Regions from separate parts of the Mus musculus genome. Here all the other regions are linked to region 3. A link is a contact called in public Hi-C and promoter capture Hi-C data. All regions are on one chromosome and are shown on one strand. Each heading gives the region's core, a stretch centred on a gene start, on an enhancer-like site or on the middle of the called end of the contact. The rest is flanking DNA. Distances are from core to core; before and after follow the strand shown.

Region 1 (3,222 bases), core at 109-2,608, 83 kb before region 3:
TTCTACTGTTTTGACCTCTAGTAGGCCTATTGTGCTCTCTGAGCCAGCACTGACTGGCACACCTAACCTGAAGAAGCTTCCTGGTTCTTTCTAGGACCTTCTATCCTTTAGGAAGGGCTTGCTCAGTTTAACTGCTGTCAGCTGCCTGCCTTCCCAACAGCCTCATCCCTGCTGGAAGCCCCTAAGGGCCTTCTGGAATTCAGGAAGCCACCAGTCTGCCTAGAGACTGGTCTTGATCTATTTCTTGGTTCTTCCGGCAGGTTCATTAAGGAACTGGGTTTCCTTTTAGGGAGGGACTGTGTCTCTGGGCAGCACTTCCCACCTGGCCAGTTACTGTGTGAACTGAGGGTCACTTCTCCCTTCAAGGGCAGAAAAGGACATGCCCTGTGGCTGCAGTGTGTGTGTGTGTCTGTGTGTGTGTACCCATGCAATATGCCATGAGGTCAACCCAGGTGTTGTCCACTTAGTTTTAGGAGACAGGGTCCCTTACTGAAATCTGAGTCTGACTTCGGATTAAGTAAGGCAGGCTGGCTGGCCAGTGAACTCCATCCAGGGTTCCACCAATAGTCTCTGCCTCAACACTGGGATTACAACAAAGCACCACTGTCTGGGTTTTTTTTTAATCATAGGTTCTGGAGCACCAACCTCAGAAAGCATGTTAAGGACCTGGCTATGTCTACCCTTTGTACCAACCAACTTCGGAAGGCCCAGAATTAGTTAGAAATGTATCTCATCGGGAGCTGCATACAGGAAGCCTTGGTCCATGGGAAGAACCACCCACACCTTGCATTGAGAACCCCAAAGGGTCTATCCTAGATCATAAAGGTAAGAGCCCAGCATCTCTGGGGTCAACGCTGGTGACCCCAGAGCATGGGGCACAGGAGACTTTGGGGACCTGGACGAGCAGGCTGGATCATTAGGAGGCTGAAAGGATCAAAAGGCTCCTTTTGCTGGTAATCTCCTCTGTTTTCAAGAGACCAGACTTGGGTAGGAAAGAGCCCCTGGGGTCTGGACCATGGGGCTTTGGGGGATGGGGGACGGGGGGGGGGGGACACGGGGGAAGAGGACGAGGGAGTTGGATGAAAAGAGGAAGAGGTGGTGGAAGGTAAATGGGGAAGGAAAGGAAGGGAGGGAGAAAGGAAACAAGAGGGGAGCAGGAGAAAAAGACTGGGGTAGGTGAAGACAGGGGCGGGGCGCGGGAGGGCAAGGAAGAAGGGAGAGAGGTTGGGGTGAGAGGAGGGACTAGGAGGAAGGGGGAGGGGCGAAGGGAGGGAAGAGACGGGAGGGGGAGGGGAGGAGGCGGGAAGGGAGGGAGAGGGGGTGGGGCCTGCACGCTAGCCCCGCGCCCTCCTTCCCCACGCCGGCCTCCGCTCCCTCTCGCGCCGCAGCATCTCCGCGCGTCTCCCGGCCTCCCCGACTCAAGCTCCTGGCGCCGTTCGCCTCTGTCGTCGCTGCCACCAACGCCGCCGCCATTCTTGGCGCGGAGCTGGCCTGGCCAGCCCCCGCCGAGAGCCTCCGCGGGTCGGACGCGCGCTCCAGGTAAGCGACTGGGCCGGCGCGGGAGGAGCGCGCGCGGGGTTGGGCAGGTGCGCGGAGCGCGGCGAGCCCCCGCGGTAAACCTAGGAACCCTGTTGGAGCCTCTCCTGCGACCCCCTCGGGGCTCCCAGGATCCCTCTCCGAGCTTCTTCCCCAGGTTCTCCCACACCGCTAGGACCTAGTCTGCATTCCCACCTGGATGCCCCCGGACTCCCTCTGCGTTCGCATCAGGATCCTTTGGGTCCCCTCTGAGTCCCATCCGGATTCCTCACCCCCCTCTACATTTCCACCGCGTTTTCCAGACCCTCTCTGCAGTTCCACCCCAGCCCGGATCTCTCTCCGGCGTCCCTTCCCTAGCTCCCGCCAGGCCCTGGCAGGCAGGTGGCTGGAGCAGGGACACGGGACAGGCAGCGGATGCGACTTGACCAGCCAGGCCCTGCACGCTGGGACCCCCGGGTGCTGACTCCTTGATCGGTGCCTCCCAGGTCAGGCCCGGTGCCCGTAGCCGGGCTCCCAGCCCCGGCCTAACCAGCTTCTATTTCGGTCTCCCAGGCCTTGGCTCGGGTGCACCGGATGTGGCGCGGTGCACTCAGACAGGTGCGGCCGCGGTGAGGTTGCCACCGCCGGGCAGTGGGCACTGCAAGGCGGTGGCTTCCTGGAAGATTCGGGCTGCGTTATTCTAGAACCGCCCGGAACCACCACCAGCTTTAGCTCGAGCTGCACCTGTTGCTGGCGCCCGATGATTTGCAGGGGGCTGGTTCTGTTGGGGCTCAGCCAGTTATGGCTTGGGGAAAAAAATCAGCCAAAAAACAAAACAGCGCTGAGCACGTAGCTGCCCTCTATATGTTTTCTGTTTAGTCTCTCTGTGGGTGAATGTGGAGTTTTGGCTTTCAATGAAGCATGTGGTGAAGGCCTGCCCCTACATACTGGGTCATTTGCCACATGAACTTGTCCTGCTTTTGTTTTGAAAACCCTCACTGTGTGGAGCACAGCCCAGGCCCGTGGGTGGCCCAACCTCTCACTGGACTGGGGGCCTGTAGCCAGCCATCTGACCCAGCTGTGGGTCTACCAGGCGCTACCAAACGGAAGTTTCCTTCCCAGGAGGGTGAAGTGACACCAGCGGTCTGTCACTTCATATGTGCCCCTGGCGTCTGACTTGTCTCTTGTCTGCCCAGGCAGGCAGGGTTATTTGGGAATGTTTACAGTGTCCCAGAAGCAGGCAGTCTTGGGCAGAGGTGGGGGTAGATCCCGGTAGCGACTATAATGGCCTGATTGTCATTTTGACCGTTGCTGTCTGTGTGCATCACGTCAGAGCGATCATCTGTTGAGAAGCGGAATGGATAGAATAGTGAGCAGGGATGTTGGTGTGGGCAAAGCTTGTCTTTCCTGACCATAAGACTCAGTTAGGTCTGGCTGGTCCACACAGCAAGTAAACCAAAGAAACAGACACACGTTGCCTATACCAGTTGTGGCATTGCCGTTCTTGCACGATGGATGTGCGACCTGGAGCCAGGGCAAGAGTCAGAGGCTGCCTTCCTGTGATGGGCTTGTTTAAGTCTGTCCTTTGAAATGGAGCTGCGAAGTCCCTCTGTCTATAGACTCCAATGACTTCTGGCTGTCATTGTGTGCCTTACAGAGACTCCTCCCCAGTGGTTGGAGTCTTGGCAGGTGGCTGCCTGCCCTGGA
Region 2 (3,533 bases), core at 241-2,740, 110 kb before region 3:
TCACATGGATCTTGCAGAGGTTGGCACAGTCTTGCTGTGAGCTGGGGCCTGAGAGGCTAAGGCTAGCAATAAGGAGGGCAGTTAGGAATCCCTAGGGAGGATTGGTGCCTATTTCCCTCCTCATCATGGAATGAGGCTCACACATCCTCTGGCCCAGCCACATCATCTGCCTGGTCTTAGCCTCAGGGAGTCTTTTGTTTGAATTGTTTATGGTCTGTACAGTCATGTACATGCCTACAGGACCTACAGATACTGGGGCAGTAATGGCCATGCCTAGCTATAGTTTGAAAGAAGGACACCAAGACTCAAATCTGGGCTGTTCTAGGTACTGCCTCCTGGTCAAGTGTATGCTATGCGGGTTTTATGATTTTTGTAAATGACTTAATTCCTCTAAAAAGAAACGAGTTCCTTGTTCGGGGAAATGGTCCCAAATGGAGCTGGGCAGAGCATTTAGTCAGTAAAGTACTTGCCTTGCAGGCATAAAGAACTGAGTTCAGTTCCAGCAGCTACAGAATAAAAAGCTAGATGTGGTGATTTGCCCTAGCAATCTAAGTGCCGGAGGGGCCAGGCAGCCTAACCAGTGAGTCCCTGGGTCAGTGGGAAAACCAGCTCAAAAAATAGATAGTTCCTGAGTTCTCTAGCTGAAAAACAGACAGACGACAGGCAGGCAGGCAGGCAGGCAGGCAGGCAGGCAGGCAGGCAGACAGACAGACAGACAGACAGACAGACACACACACACACACACACACACACACACACACACACACACACACACAGCAGTATATGTTCACAAAAAAAGGAAAGAAAAGGAAGGAAAACTGTCCCATGAAGTGGAATGGGGAAGCCTGACTCAATCACACTACTGCCTACTGCCTCAGATGGTCAAGTTCAGAAGCAATCAGTGAGGCCCTAAGACAGCAGCATAGACAGTGATCCACAGTCCATGGCTCTCTGCAGACAGAGCCTAATGCAGGCAAGTGGCTGTTCTTATCAAGTGTCTATAGCTGCTTCTGAGAGGCCTGGTGCTCACACCAGGCTAAAATTCACCAAGCAAGTCCTATGGTCTTAAAAACAAAAACAAAGCAAAAAATCAAGCATGGTTTCCGAATCTTGCTTTCCGGTCAACCATGGAACCTGAGGGTCAAGAACAAAACTAGGCAGCCATGAAGAATGCTCTCTGCTGTTGGCTGGGGAGCCCAATTTCATTGTGGACTTGCCTTGATTCTATTTCAAAGACCAGATAGAAATGTGTGCCGGAATTATCTTTCCTTCAGTCGTGTAAATGACATCATGGCATAGAAACGTACTTGTGTTCATTTAGAAAGAGCAGAAATTGTATTCCCACCCCCCTCAACGTGATGAATGCCATCTTAGGAAAATCGGGCCCAGAGCAGCCAGCCATCTGGCAAGGCTTGTTATTATGCATGGCCCAACCTCATGCGTGTTATCCTGGGTGTGCACACATGTTATGTGTTTACGGCAGGAGCCCCTGGGCTGCTCTCTTGCCTTGAAGACTGTAAGCAAAGAGGTGGGTCTAAATCATAGCTCTGTCCTACCCTGTGCAAAGCAGTGTCTCTTAACTGTGTCCCTGGTTGGGGATGTCACCAATTATAGTCTGAAAACATGCTGCATTGTGTCCAGCCAGGCCAAGAGGCAGCCCTTTCTGCTCTGGAAAATGGCTGTTCCCGCCAGCCCTTCAGCTGCCTCCTGCCTGGCAGCCTGCCTATGATAGATAGCTCCTCTGCAGATGGTCCAAGTTACCAGACAGAGCCAGGCTCAGAACTACCCATGGACCTAAGATGACTTCTCTCTGATCTATTCTTCTGGGAGCATGATTCCAGAGAAACCTATCAGTTTGCCTCTGAGATCCCATAAATCCTCGCCTGGAGTTCTTCATTTGGATGTCACCCTTCTGTGTCGCTGTCATATCAGACAACTCTTGACACAGGGCTGAGGGCCTCCTTCCCATCCCATGAGAACAGGAAGCACTGTTGTGTCTGGGTCTCCCACTGAAGCCGGATGGAGCTCATGAGTGACTCATTATTTTCTGTACGTTTATTTATATTCTAACTGATAAACACAATACTTTAAAGTCAGAAGACCTTCGCCTCGGGAGGATGAGGCAAGGCAAGGAAATAAAGTGCTGGAAGTTATTAAAGGACAGAGAAGAAAGCAAAGCAAAACCAGCTGGGAACAGAAAATAAGGAAGTTGAGGAGAGTAAGCAGGTACCTTGTAGTCTCAGCTACCGGAGAGGCTGAGGCAGGGGGAGCTCTTGAGCCAGGGTGTTTAAGACTAGACTAGGTGTGATGATTTGACTAGGTTTGGCCCAGGGAGTGGCACTATTTGGAGGTGTGACCCTGTTGGAGTGGGTGTGGCCTTGGAGTGGGTATGTCACGGTGGGCGTGGCCTTTAAGACCCTCATCCTAGCTGCCTGGAAGCCAGTATTCTGCTAGCAGCCTTCAGATGAAGATGTAGAACTCTCAACTCCTCTTGTACCAAGCCTTCCTAGATGCTACCATGTTCCTGCCTTGATGATAATGGACTGAACCTCTGAACCTGTAATCCAGCCCCAATTAAATGGTGTCCTTATAAGAGTTGCCTTGGGATGGGCAGTGGTGGCACACACTTTGGGAGGCAGAGGCAGGTGGATTTCTGAGTTCGAGGCCAGCCTGGTCTACAGAATGAGTTCCAGGACAGCCAGAGCTATACAGAGAAACCCTGTCTCAAAAAAAAAAAAAAAAAAGAGTTGCCTTGGTCATGGTGTTTGTTCACAGCAGTAAAACCCTAACTAAGACACTAGGGCAACAAAGTAAGACTCCGAGAGGCGGGGTGGGGGTGGGGGGTGGAGCAGGGGGTTGGGGGGCGCTTGGCAGTTAAGGCATTTGTTGCTCTTCCAGAGGACCCAAAGTTGGTTCCCAGCATCTATATGGGATGGTTCACAATCTCCTGTAATGAAAACTCCAGGGAATGCAAAGCTGTTCTGGCTGCTGCAGGCGTATGCACACACACATGCAAACATACATGCATACACACACACACACACACGTAAAATTTAAAATATTTCCTTTTCAAAAGAAATAAATGAGAGAGGCTGAGGAGATGGCTCAGTTGTTAACGTGCCTGCTGCTCAAGTATGAATATCAAGGTTTAGACACCCCCACCCCCCAGAACTCTCATAAATGTCGAGTGGACATGGTGGCCCACCTGAAATTCTGACCCCAGAACGAGGAGACAGGAGACCCCAGAATAAGCTGGCTAGTAAGACTAGCCGTATCAGTGAACACTGGGCTTGATTGAGAAACCTGTCTCAAAGAATAAGATGAATGACTGATGGGAGGTGACTGCTGACATCCCCTTGGTCCTCCGTACGTGCACATACTGAGAGAACCTAAGGGGGAAATCCAGATTCAGTTGGCTTAGAGAGGGCGCGCTTTACAGGTAGATCCAGAGCGATAAAGTATAGATGGGTGCTGTTGGAAAGCCCCAGTCAAGTCATTTCCAAGGCTGACTCCATCCTCTGGGGCAATGTCTC
Region 3 (3,450 bases), core at 662-3,161:
TGATGCCACCCCACAGAGCCTAGCTTCGTCTTTGCTGACGTGATCCAGAAAAGCCCAGATGGTCCGGAGGGTGAAGATGACAAGGTCTACTTCTTTTTTACGGAGGTATCCGTGGAGTACGAATTCGTCTTCAAGTTGATGATCCCGCGAGTTGCCAGGGTGTGCAAGGTGGGTGCTGTCTCCCTGTTCCCACCCACAGTCCTGCATGATGCCACTCCAAGATTCCTCTCTGGAAGTGTGGCCATCTCCTATGGGTAGAGACCCCTGCGGCAAAGTTTAATGTACAGTTGAGGCACAGTAAGAGACCAGCAATAAGAGTTTTAGAGGTATGTGCATGGTTTCTCTTGAGACCCAAAGTAGGATTGGGAAGATGGCTTAGTGGTTAAAATGCTTACCACGGAAACAAAAGGACCAGCGTTCAGATCTCCAGAACCTATAGATGCTGAGCGGATCCTCTGTAGAAAAGTGGAGATAGGGCCTGCTAGTGGGGCTGTCCTCATCGGCAAGCTCTGAGTTTGATTATGAGACCTTGCCTCAAAGAATAAGGTGGATGGTTCCTGACATCAACTTCTGGCCTCCAGATGCACCCACACACGAACACTCATATAGAGACACACCGCACATACACACATACATGAAAGGAAAGAAACTCAAAGAGGAAAAAATTAGTCAGAGTGAGCACTTGTGATATTTTCAGTGTGTCACTAATCACAGGTAACTGAAATTGCAGAAAATGCAATCACGCACACGGGAGCCGCCTTATTTCTTTCCAGCCCAGAGTGGAGTATAGTTTGTAACTGTCTGTGTTGTCTCAGTCGTCAGCTCCCTGAAAATGACTAGGATTGAGCAGGCAAAGAGGGCACAAAAGGAGCTCTTAGTGGATGATCATGTGTTTGCCCTAGGATGGTCTGCGGGGCCAGGGTCTGTGGTGGGAAGGAGGCCTCCCATCACTTGTTTAACTCCTGGGTCACAGCTGGGAATGCTGCAGGAGCCAAAGCCAGTGGCACGCTGATGTGACACAGATGGGGTGGTTTTGCTTGTCATTGAATGTGTTTGGCTCTTTTCGTATTCTGTGATCCTGTCCCACATGGAAGTATTGCTTTGGTTACATAACTTGTCTTCAGTATTCTTGGGCTAGGCCGTGGTTGGGGACATATGGACGCCTGCTTCTGTGGCTAGTCATCTGTCCTGCCTCTACCATGTGCTGTCTCTGGAATTCCAGGGCGACCAGGGCGGCCTGCGGACTTTGCAAAAAAAGTGGACCTCCTTCCTAAAGGCCAGGCTGATCTGCTCCAAGCCAGACAGTGGCCTGGTCTTCAACATACTTCAGGATGTGTTTGTGCTGAGGGCCCCGGGCCTCAAGGAGCCTGTGTTCTATGCGGTCTTCACCCCACAGCTGTGAGTTCACTTGTGAGTCCCTTGGCAGTTGGGGCCTGGTCACCCTGACGACCTCCTGCCCTCCTGACACTCTCACGGATTCCCCTCCACAGGAACAATGTGGGTCTGTCAGCGGTGTGCGCCTACACACTGGCCACGGTGGAGGCAGTCTTCTCCCGTGGAAAGTACATGCAGAGTGCCACAGTGGAGCAGTCTCACACCAAGTGGGTGCGCTACAATGGCCCAGTGCCCACTCCCCGACCTGGAGCGGTAAGCAGGGTCTCGAGCTCTGGGGAGGGCTCATCTTCTCTGGATCTCAAGGCCCCCCAAGCATGAGACCACACAGATCCTAGTGCATCCCGGCAGAGGGTTGCATGGCAACAGGAATCTGGGTGCTGGGCTGAGTAGCTGCCGGGCCTGGGGTGAACAGTGAAGCTGTTCCTTTCTGATCTCCTCTGTGTTGGGTAGCAGGCCTCACTGCATGCTGCCCGGACGAGAGAGTCTACCGCCGGGCTCCTTTGAGAAGTGGACATTGCACAATGGCAGGCTTGCTTCATTTCCCATTTCCTGCAGACAAAAAAAACCTGTTTGTCAGCCTGGGCTGTCTCCTGAGGCAGCCTGTCCACTAGATAACAGGAATCATATTCTTTCCTCCTAGATACAGTAAATTAGTAAAGAAAATTCTAGGGTTGCCTGCATATTGTTGCCACGTGGTGGATGGGTGTGGGTATGGAGGGGCTTGGCTCTTGAAGCTCTCCCAGGATGGACTGTTCTGTGAGTGTCTGGCCTCGACACCTGGTTATTCTCATAACTCATAATTCAGGTGTTCAGTAAAACATGGCTAGGGAGCTGGGACCAAAAAAAAAAAACTCTTTACAACTTTTTTTTCTTTTGTGCTACCCAGAATCTGGCTTTCTCTCCTCTCTCTCCTCTCTCTCTCTCTCTCTCTCTCTCTCTTTCTCTCTCTCTCTCTCTCTCTCTCTCTCTCTCTCTCTCTCTCTCTCTCTCTCTCTCTCTCTTTCTCTGTGTGTGTGTGTCTGTATAACAATATTTAACAAGCTTCCTTTGGCATACTTTCTTCTCATAGAAAAGCTGTGAAATGAGTGCTTTTTAATCTGGAAGTTTGCTAAGTTTTTTCATTGGCTACTAATTCCTCTACTGATCCTGAGACAATTATGTCCCGTGGCTTTAAAAGCACAGCTCTTTGTCTCTGGGGAGGTCACCTTAGCCCCTGTTACTCTTTGGAGAAGTGTGACCATGGCCCTCCAGGGCTTCTCTTCTGTGTGCTCAGTTGAAGCTAAGTGGGCATGTGACCGCGGTGCTTTTACCCCACAGTGTATCGACAGTGAGGCCCGGGCAGCCAACTACACCAGCTCCTTGAATCTCCCAGACAAAACACTGCAGTTTGTAAAAGACCACCCTTTGATGGATGACTCAGTGACCCCGATAGACAACAGACCCAAGCTGATCAAAAAAGATGTAAACTACACCCAGATAGTGGTAGACAGGACCCAGGCCCTGGATGGGACTTTCTACGACGTCATGTTCATCAGCACAGGTGGGTTCCTTGGTAAGATTGGGAAATTCACTTTTAGCCATCTATAGGTAGGTTTGGTCTCTCCAGGTACCAGGAAGGTTTGTGACAGCAGAAAAGGATTTCTGAGGTATCACAGCACCTGGGATTATGAGTCTCTGTGGCCATCAGGCACCTGGGGCACTGGTTACTAATGCAAGTCCCAACCTGTCGTACCTGGGCTGGAGTGGAGTTAAATAGTCCCTGTTGTCATGGGACTAGTGGGACTGGCCTGGTATTTCCTAATTGGTAGTGGGAGACTCTGCCCCCTCCTAGGTAGGAGCCAGGTTCTGTCCTGCCCCGAGCTGCCTTTGGAGATGCAACTCTCTCTCAGATGTCTTCTGGGATGGGGATGGAAAGTTGGAGCATGGCAGCTGCCAGAGCCCCAGGGGCTACCCTTAGAGCTTCCCAGATGACTTGAACATTTTGCCCTCGTCTGCCTGCCTGGGCCCCTAACCTCCCCTGGAAGACCAGTAAAGTGCAACGGCCACCTTATACTG

The links. Promoter capture Hi-C pulls out the DNA fragments that hold promoters and counts their contacts. A called contact is a pair of places that touch in the nucleus more often than the background predicts.
Region 1: a promoter capture Hi-C map of neutrophils shows a contact between it and region 3, with 4 times the contacts expected there. The contact joins the promoter of Sema4d here to the enhancer-like site in region 3. A contact is called at or near these places in 8 of 39 promoter capture datasets (the C10 cell line, the HPC-7 cell line, embryonic stem cells and 5 more), 1 of 15 datasets of contacts at CTCF or cohesin (CD8 T cells), 27 of 484 Hi-C or Micro-C datasets (B cells, CD4 T cells, ECoMG-derived neutrophils and 19 more), 21 of 115 datasets of contacts at active chromatin or transcription factors (the 230-238 cell line, CD8 T cells, the HPC-7 cell line and 13 more) and 3 of 9 other capture datasets (adipose tissue, liver and pancreatic islet).
Region 2: a Hi-C map of bone marrow-derived macrophages shows a contact between it and region 3, with 44 read pairs. The contact joins two enhancer-like sites. A contact is called at or near these places in 1 of 39 promoter capture datasets (the 3T3-L1 cell line), 2 of 15 datasets of contacts at CTCF or cohesin (CD8 T cells and large pre-B cells), 63 of 484 Hi-C or Micro-C datasets (the 63-12 cell line, B cells, the BV-2 cell line and 42 more), 11 of 115 datasets of contacts at active chromatin or transcription factors (CD8 T cells, the HPC-7 cell line, T-cell acute lymphoblastic leukemia and 6 more) and 3 of 9 other capture datasets (adipose tissue, embryonic stem cells and liver).

The regions. Positions count from the first base shown.
Region 1 is chr13:51,791,814-51,795,035 of GRCm38.p6, reverse strand. Sema4d (sema domain, immunoglobulin domain (Ig), transmembrane domain (TM) and short cytoplasmic domain, (semaphorin) 4D) reads left to right here and starts at 1,358. Exons shown (of 16, transcript NM_013660.5): 1 at 1,358-1,539.
Region 2 is chr13:51,814,823-51,818,355 of GRCm38.p6, reverse strand. No RefSeq gene overlaps it. Among named protein-coding and RNA genes, the nearest start is that of Sema4d, 23 kb to the right of the region's middle. Within about 2 kb of position 1,490, at least 84 of the 459 cell types and tissues checked have an H3K27ac peak or open chromatin away from gene starts, as enhancers often do. A contact at or near this core is called in bone marrow-derived macrophages, erythroblasts and microglia, where this site is marked.
Region 3 is chr13:51,709,397-51,712,846 of GRCm38.p6, reverse strand. Sema4d (sema domain, immunoglobulin domain (Ig), transmembrane domain (TM) and short cytoplasmic domain, (semaphorin) 4D) reads left to right here. Exons shown (of 16, transcript NM_013660.5): 9 at 17-168; 10 at 1,223-1,398; 11 at 1,491-1,647; 12 at 2,713-2,935. Among named protein-coding and RNA genes, the nearest start is that of Secisbp2, 59 kb to the right of the region's middle. Within about 2 kb of position 1,911, at least 38 of the 459 cell types and tissues checked have an H3K27ac peak or open chromatin away from gene starts, as enhancers often do. A contact at or near this core is called in bone marrow-derived macrophages, erythroblasts, hematopoietic stem and progenitor cells and 2 more, where this site is marked.